Linked DNA regions of Lactuca sativa: region 1 is linked to region 2. Evidence: chromatin contacts called from public Hi-C data. All regions are on one chromosome and are shown on one strand. The core of a region is the stretch at or near the end of the contact, and the rest is flanking DNA. Distances in the headings are between cores, read along the strand shown. Region 1 holds the start of LOC111893824 (glutathione S-transferase T3-like). Region 2 holds the start of LOC111903596 (T-complex protein 1 subunit epsilon).

Evidence for each region. Hi-C and Micro-C count contacts between places; a contact is called where the count stands out from the background.
Region 1: a Hi-C map of leaf shows a contact between it and region 2, with 3 times the contacts expected there. The contact joins the promoter of LOC111893824 here to the promoter of LOC111903596 in region 2. A contact is called at or near these places in 3 of 4 Hi-C or Micro-C datasets (leaf and seed).

Annotation. Positions count from the first base shown.
Region 1 is chr8:290,242,029-290,246,031 of Lsat_Salinas_v11, forward strand. LOC111893824 (glutathione S-transferase T3-like) reads right to left here and starts at 2,687. Exons shown (of 1, transcript XM_023889911.1): 1 at 2,130-2,687. The coding sequence starts at 2,687. The coding sequence ends at 2,130.
Region 2 is chr8:289,823,976-289,828,314 of Lsat_Salinas_v11, forward strand. It overlaps LOC111903596 (T-complex protein 1 subunit epsilon), which reads left to right and starts at 1,399. Exons shown (of 9, transcript XM_023899365.3): 1 at 1,399-1,746; 2 at 2,567-2,885; 3 at 2,968-3,316; 4 at 3,388-3,520; 5 at 3,612-3,664; 6 at 3,760-3,862; 7 at 3,971-4,137; 8 at 4,237-4,339. The coding sequence starts at 1,548. LOC111903601 (actin-related protein 3) reads left to right here. Exons shown (of 9, transcript XM_023899372.3): 6 at 1-94; 7 at 165-290; 8 at 376-474; 9 at 594-927. The coding sequence ends at 674.

The sequences.
Region 1 (4,003 bases), core at 1,437-3,936, 420 kb after region 2:
TATAATCTATATTTTAGCAAGGAAAAAAAAAGAATAAGAGGTTGGAAGAGGTAGGAAGAGGCAAAACAAGTGTTGCGCCAACAAGAACATGCGAAAAGGTTTTTTAATCCGAAAACTTCTGAAAAACAAACAACTGCGAGATGAAAAGTGATGCGTGTGTGCTGCGCCGCACAACAATAAGAGGTCTGAAGATGTTTTTTTTTACAAAAAAACAAATAGCACCTTAATCACCTTACTTTTCAAATTATGCTCATTTTTATAGTTTTAATTAAAAAAATGAGTACAAATTCAAAATTTAGGTGACCAAACCAAAAACTAGGTGATTAAATGAACACAAAGCTAAAAGTCCGATGACTTTTTAAAACTTAAAAAGAGTTAAGTAACCAAATAAGCATAAAAACAAAAGTTAAGACAAAAATGACCTAAACCCTTAATTAAATAAGGTTTTTCATTGAATTTTTTATATATAGGGATAAACTAGTATAATTTATTAAAAAAACTATAACTAAAGATTAACGATCGAAAATGTTATTTAGTTAGATTTTAAATTAATCTAATAAGCAAATGACATTAATTTTGAGTTATAATCTCTTAAGAGTCTGGATCTTAAAAAGTAATTATAAAAATACACGAACTTACATAGACGAACATAGGGGACAGTTCACTTGAGATTAAAAAAAAAAGTAGAGATTTTGAGATTAAACCTCAGCCACATATTTCACATTTGCTGCTCTAATGCTCTAGCGTACCAGCAGCAACGACGTATGCCTAATCATAAATGATTATATGGCAGAGAGGTATAATCATACATGATTATACATGTTTATACGTATATGCATAATCATAAATGATTATACATATATGTCTGTTCACAGATTGAGCAATCATAAATGATTATAACAGTTAGTCGCAGAAGAGGTGGTGGTGACAGAGGTGGCGGTGGTATAAGTAATGGAGGTGACAATGGTGGGGTCGACTGGTGTCAGAGGTGGTGGTAGTGGTAGTGGCGGTGGCGGTTACGGTGGTGGGGATGGTGGCGGAGGAGAAAGGAACGGGTGGCACTGTGTAATCATTTATGATTACACCAGACCTGCCGTGCCGGTACGCCGAAGGGTTAGAGTGGCAGATATGAAATACGTGGCTGATGTTGAATCTCAAGATCTCTATTTTATTTTTAATCTCAACGGAACCTACCTCATTATACATAATAATATTCCATTTATTATTATTATTATTATTATTATTATTATTATTATTATTATTATATAGACGAATATAGTACAATTTTGATAAAAGATAAAAATAAAAAATAAAAAATAAAAAAAAGTAATCTAATAAGGCTGGAGGGAGTGGTGTCACCAAAACCGCACTCCCTTCCCCACCACATAAGCGTCACGTCATTTTTTTTACCACACAAGTGTGATTTTTTGCCACACCAAGGGAGTGGTGCCACACTTTTATTTTTGTTTTTTTTAACTATTTTAATTTAATAAAACTTCTTTTTTTTAATAAAAAAACATAATTTTAAAAAGATAATATTTCATTAATTAAAAATACAAATACCATACATTACTTAACTTAAAAAAAAACTAAAAATTTAGAAGCAATTTAGAAACATAAAACTTACAACTTAAAAAACACACACACACCAAACGATTAAAAACTTGAAAAAAAAACTAGAAATTAACCACGATTTACGTAACGTTTTTTCACTTTCTCCTTCATCGCCAAAATAACTTGAAGCTCGTCTCCGATCATATTCAACGTGTCCATCGCTAGTATTCGCATGTGGTTCTCCCTTTGTTTCCGAAGTTCTCTTTCAGAAGCAATTTTCAAAATCTTCTCCATTCTGTCTTTTATACTCTTCATGTCGGCCCTCATTTCTTTCAACTCATCTGAATCTGACGCTTTGCCTTTGCTTTTGCTTTTTTTCTTTGTCTCTTCCCATTGGTCGAGAAGGTTGTGAAACCGAAACATGTTCATCTTTGTTCATATCAAATTGAACACGAGCATCTGATGTAGTGTGGTCGGACTCAGATGTTCTGCTTCGTTTTGAACCACTGTCGATATGCTCATCTGATGTTTTGCTACTCAACCATTTCTTGTTATCTTTCAAAAAAATTCCAAACTTAAAGAAACTTGAAAGCCTTCAGATTTTCTTTTCGATACACTTTCAACGCTTTCTTCAAAATAACTTCATCGCTTTCTCCACTTTTCCATTGACATTTCATGTTGTTATACAAGTCATTAAACAACATGATTTCCTTGTTCATCTTCCCCCATTTGGAGTACACTTGATGTTTTGTACGGTATTCTCCATGGTTCATTCCTTTATGGAACCTATGTAAAACGCGAATCCAAAAGTGGTCATGCTTTTGGTCTTTTCCAACCGTCGCATCTTCTGAAATATTGATCCAAGATTGTGCCAAAACTAATACTTCCAGAGGTTCCCAACATTTAGCCTCCGACATCTCTTTTCTTTTAGTCGTTGCTCGAGTGGGCTGAGTTTTTGTAACGAATTCCGGTTCGGAATCAGAAACGATTGTTTCTGGTTGTGTTTGTGTTTGTTGAACAAACTCGGGTTGAGACAAAAAAATCAAATGGATTAAAATCCGGGTCGGGTTTTGGTAGTGTTTGTGGTAGTGGTTGCGCTGGTCGTTGTGGAAAATACGGAAGCATACCGCCATAGTGGTAATACGGAGGTGAAAAAAATCGGTTGATCAAATGAAGGTATTGAGATGGTGGTGTTTCTAGTGGTGTTTTTTCTTTGTTGGGTCTTTTGAAAGAAGACATTTTTCAAAAAAAAAAGTTGGATGAAAAGACACCATTTTTATTTTTTCAACGGTCAAAAAGGAGTCAAAGACCACCAACCAATCACAGACCACAGTTGTTTCTAGCCGCAGTGTGGCCAAGACCACACGAGACCGCACCATGGGGGCGGTGTTTGCGGTTGATGTGGCACAATCACGGTTCCAAACCGCACTCGACGCCCATTAGCCTAAGTAAATATGACACTAAAATATTATGATTTTAGTAAATAAATGTGTACAATAACTATTGGTCTATAATTGAAAAGACACCATTTTTATTTTTTTAAACCAGGAAGACAAATCGACACAAGTCAAATCATTGATATTGATGGGGAAAGAGACGAGCAATAAAAGGTGTCTTTAGTGAACCAGATTTAGTGGCACCGACACTTTTTTTCCTCTTAACTGTCGGCATGTTGCATCTCACATTCCAAATCTACAAGTCGTTTGATACGTTGATCTTGTATATGATTAAATTGTCAATCTCCCAACAGTTGAGGGTAGTAAATTGAGCTTTGTGTAACTTTAAAGTAAAACAAATAGAATGAATGAAACTCGTTTCAAATATTTTTGACATTTGTTAGACAATAACTCAACTAATCAACTCGATATTGATCTTCTTCATTCGAGTAAGACATAAGTTAAACTTGTCGTGGGCAAGTAGTTACTTTGAGATTGATAAGGTTTTATGAATTTAAGTATTATTGTATATATCTATTATGACTCAAATAATCAACCGAAACAATATTCACTGTTGTCTCTTGTGGGAGTTGGGCCACATCTTAGTCCCAATGTGGTTGATCATGGTGGGCAAGTAGTTACTCTGAGATCCATAATGTTTTATGAATTTAAGTATTACTGTATATATCTATTATGATCCAAATAATCAAACGAATCAGTATTCATTGCTATCTCCCGTAGGAGTCGGGCCACGTCTTAATCCCAATGTGGTTGATCATGGTGGGCAAGTAGTTACTTTGAGATTCATAATGTTTTATGAATTTAAGTATTACTGTATATATCTATTATGATTCAAATAATCAACCGAATCAGTATTCATTGGTGTCTCCCGTGGGAGTCGGGTCACGTCTTAGTCTCAATGTCGTTAATCGTCTGAAAAGACTAGCTAAGCATCATTGATTTAGTCAGCATTAACTAGATCAACTACTTAATACTATGCATGTTCATCGAAC
Region 2 (4,339 bases), core at 149-2,648:
GATATACAATAGAGGCTTTACAACTCCTTTACCTGTTGTAATAGACAAGTGTATTCAGTCTGCACCAATTGACACAAGACGCGCCCTCTATAAGGTACATTTTTATAATTGTAAAAGGGCAAAACCGTAAAAATACTTGTGACCCTTGGTTTGATTTATTTCAGAATATTGTATTGTCTGGAGGATCAACCATGTTTAAAGATTTCCACAGAAGGTTACAAAGGGAGGTAAAGAAGATTGTGGGTGCACGTGTTCATGCATCAGAAGCGAAATTTAGTAATGAAGTGAAAGTAAGCATATAATTTTCAATAAAATATATTTTATTTCATTTTTAGTGACAAAAAAAAAAAAAACTGATGTTAATTTTGGTTCCAGGCACAACCGGTTGAAGTTAATGTAGTGAGCCATCCTATCCAGAAACATGCGGTATGGTTTGGAGGCTCTGTACTTGCATCAACACAGGAATTTTTCATGGTATTTTTTTTTAAATGTATTATTATTTTAATCTGCAATTGAAACACTAATTTATGTATGTTGATGTTAGTTAATTACTGAAATGTGTAACATTGGATTTTGATTTATGTGTGGATTAGGCTTGTCATACAAAAGCAGAATATGAAGAATATGGGGCAAGCATATGCAGAACAAATCCTGTTTTCAAGGGAATGTATTGATTGATACAAGAATCTGTTATAGTGGTTGTGTACATTTCTAGAGGCTTGAATTCATGTATGAAAAAAGTGAATTTTGGATTTTTTTTTTTTTTTGTATTTTTTGTTGGGGGTTTAGGAAGCAATGGTTTTTCTGATAGGGATCCTTGTGAAATATTTGTATTGGATTGCAGGCTTATAAGGTGACAGATTTTGAAAACTTTAATACAAATTGTCATCAAATGTTATTGAGCAAAAAAGTCTTAATGGTCTAAAATTCGTCTAAAATATTACTAGTATAATTTTTTCTTCAACTTTTCGAAAATGTTCTATTAAAAATCATGTTTTTGTTATTATTACTATTATAAATACTATTTATCGTAACTATTTAAAACATTAGCTATTTGTGGAATTTTAGAAATGAACAAATAAAAAAATGTTTATAGGACCATTTGACCATCCTAGTTAAGATCCTTTATCTAAAGTCTTATTTATTTTGTAATGGAATCCAGAATCAAATGAAAAAATAAATAAATAATAGAATCACATTAAACCAGTCTGAATTAGTTTTCATTTAGTAGTTCAATTGAAAATAAGAATATGATATTTGAGTTTGTGAATAATATAAAATATTAATTTTTGTTTGATAGAATTTTAATCGACCCGACATGAAAACCGGGTCAAACCCGAAAAAATAAGCGGGAGCAGAGAATCAGTGAGAGAGGTTTGTCGCAACTCTCAAACCCTTGGGCCAGGGTTTTTAGGGTATAACCACTCATTTGAACTCGCAGCTTCGGTAACCACCTTCTCAACGTTGTCGTGTGTGTGGCTTTCGATCAAACCATTTTTGATTTATATGTCGATCTAAGAGCTTAAGCAAGTGCAAGATCAACAAAAATGGCGTTGGCGTTCGACGAATATGGGCGGCCCTTCATAATCTTAAGGGAACAAGAAAGTAAGAGCAGGCTAAGAGGTTTAGATGCTCAGAAAGCCAACATTTCCGCCGGCACCGCCGTTGCTCGCATCCTCCGGACTTCTCTTGGTCCTAAAGGCATGGACAAGATGCTCCAGAGCCCCGACGGCGACATCACCATCAGTAAATATTCACATCTCTCCATCTCTCTCTCTCTCTCTCTCTCTCTCTCTCTATGTGGTTTCATGTTGCCGGTTTAATCCATTCTTAGTTTTCGCCACGATCTCCAACTCTGCATCGAATATTGCCTTTTTTTTATACGTATAATAATATGAATCGATGCGTGATTTACTTATTGAATGTAATCTATCTTCTGTAGGTAGAGAATGTGTTATAGGAACTATAGGTTATAATTGAACACATTTTTGTTATAATGAAGTTTGAGATCTTATTTCAAAGCAATTTGAAAGACCAGATCATTATTTGCGGATTTAACTAAACTTGATCTGTATAAGGTTACTTAGATGGGATTTATTTTATTGAACAGCAGATCATACGACCACATAGAACTAGTAACTTGTTATCTGATCCCTCCACTGCGATCTACAAATTGGCTTTGTATGCCAAACATGTACTTTCAAATTTTGATATGTTTATTATTTACTCTCTCAGAGAAAATGCTGATTACATCAAGCACAAATACAAGCACCCATGTTAAAATATAGTAAAGGCAGCGTTCAGTCTGCAGTGCACTAAATTGTTTTTTCTATCCTTTTACATAGTATGTTGAAAGCTCCTTTAAAGCTTATATGAGAAGCTTAACTATTTTCCCCAATGGTGAGAGCTATCTCAAGGATTTGACTCTGATTTGATCATGGGTATGACTTGAAGGATGTGATAAGCGATTAAAATTGGTTGAAATCATTTGCTGCTATTTGAGTTCCCTAAATTTATTCAGCATAGCTTATTGCTATCAAGATTTAACTTTAATTTTTTTTTCCAGCAAATGATGGTGCAACAATCTTGGAGCAAATGGATGTTGACAATCAAATTGGTAAACTGATGGTTGAACTCTCAAGGAGTCAAGACTATGAGATTGGTGATGGAACAACAGGAGTTGTTGTTATGGCTGGAGCACTTCTAGAACAAGCTGAACGACTATTAGAACGTGGTATTCATCCAATTCGTGTTGCAGAAGGCTATGAGATTGCTTCAAAGATTGCTGTTGATCATTTGCAACAAATCTCACACAAGTTTGAGTTCAATCCTACAAATATAGAACCCCTTGTTCAAACTTGCATGACTACCTTATCCTCCAAGATGTAAGCTTTTCTCAATTTTTCTTTCCAATCTTTTAAAAGATTACATGTTTTTTTTTTTTATATCTGATTCAATTCAATTCAGTGTGAACCGTTGCAAAAGAAGTTTGGCTGAGATTGCTGTGAAGGCAGTAATGGCAGTTGCTGATTTAGAGAGGAAGGATGTTAACTTAGATCTGATTAAAATTGAGGGAAAAGTTGGTGGAAAATTGGAAGATACAGAGCTTATTTATGGGATTCTTGTTGACAAAGATATGAGTCACCCTCAAATGCCAAAGCATATTGAGGATGCTAAAATTGCCATTTTGACTTGCCCCTTTGAGCCTCCAAAGCCAAAGACTAAGCATAAGGTTGATATTGATACAGTTGAAAAGTTTCAAACTTTACGTGAGCAAGAAAGGAAATACTTTGATGACATGGTTCAACAATGCAAGGTATGGTGACACCTCATTCTACTTTTTATTTTTTGTAATCTCATGCCTCAATGTATATATTTTTTCTACAGGATGTTGGGGCTACATTGGTAATTTGCCAATGGGGTTTTGACGATGAAGCAAATCACTTATTAATGCACAGAAACTTACCTGCTGTGAGATGGGTTGGTGGTGTTGAATTAGAGCTTATAGCAATAGCCACTGGTTTGTGTCTACTAATTATCTCATAACAACTGATTATTGTCTGTTTTACCCTTTTGATATGATTTTGGTGTTTATTCTTTATTTTCAACAGGTGGAAGAATTGTCCCTAGGTTTCAGGAATTAACAGCAGAAAAGCTAGGCAAGGTATAATTTCTTCTCATTTACTATTTTCATTGGTTGTAATCCTGAAAAAAACATAATAAATGACTTTTTAAATTTTTTATTAAATTTATGGACAGGCTGGTTTGGTTAGAGAGAAATCATTTGGCACCACAAAAGATCGGATGCTATATATTGAGCATTGTGCTAATTCAAGGGCTGTAACCATATTTATTCGTGGGGGTAAGTTAACATGTATTTTCATTGGTTATGTTTAACCTTCAAAGCTTTATCATTTTTTTCCTGATAAAATGTTATTGGATAGATAATCATAATTTTGAGATAAATTAGGTAACAAGATGATGATAGAGGAGACAAAACGCAGCATTCATGATGCATTATGTGTTGCAAGAAATCTCATCCGCAATAACTCTATTGTATATGGTGGTGGGGCACCAGAAATTTCATGCTCAATTGCAGTTGAAGCAGCTGCTGATAAATATCCAGGAGTTGAGCAGGTATATAAATATAAATATAAATATATATATTTGATTTCTTTTTTAAATAGTTTCAATAAACGGAGTTTTTAATTGTAATTATTTTGTTGCCATTGCCAGTATGCTGTGAGGGCTTTTGCAGATGCTTTGGATTCTGTTCCCATGGCTCTTGCAGAGAACAGCGGTCTGCAACCCATTGAGACACTATCTGCAGTCAAATCTC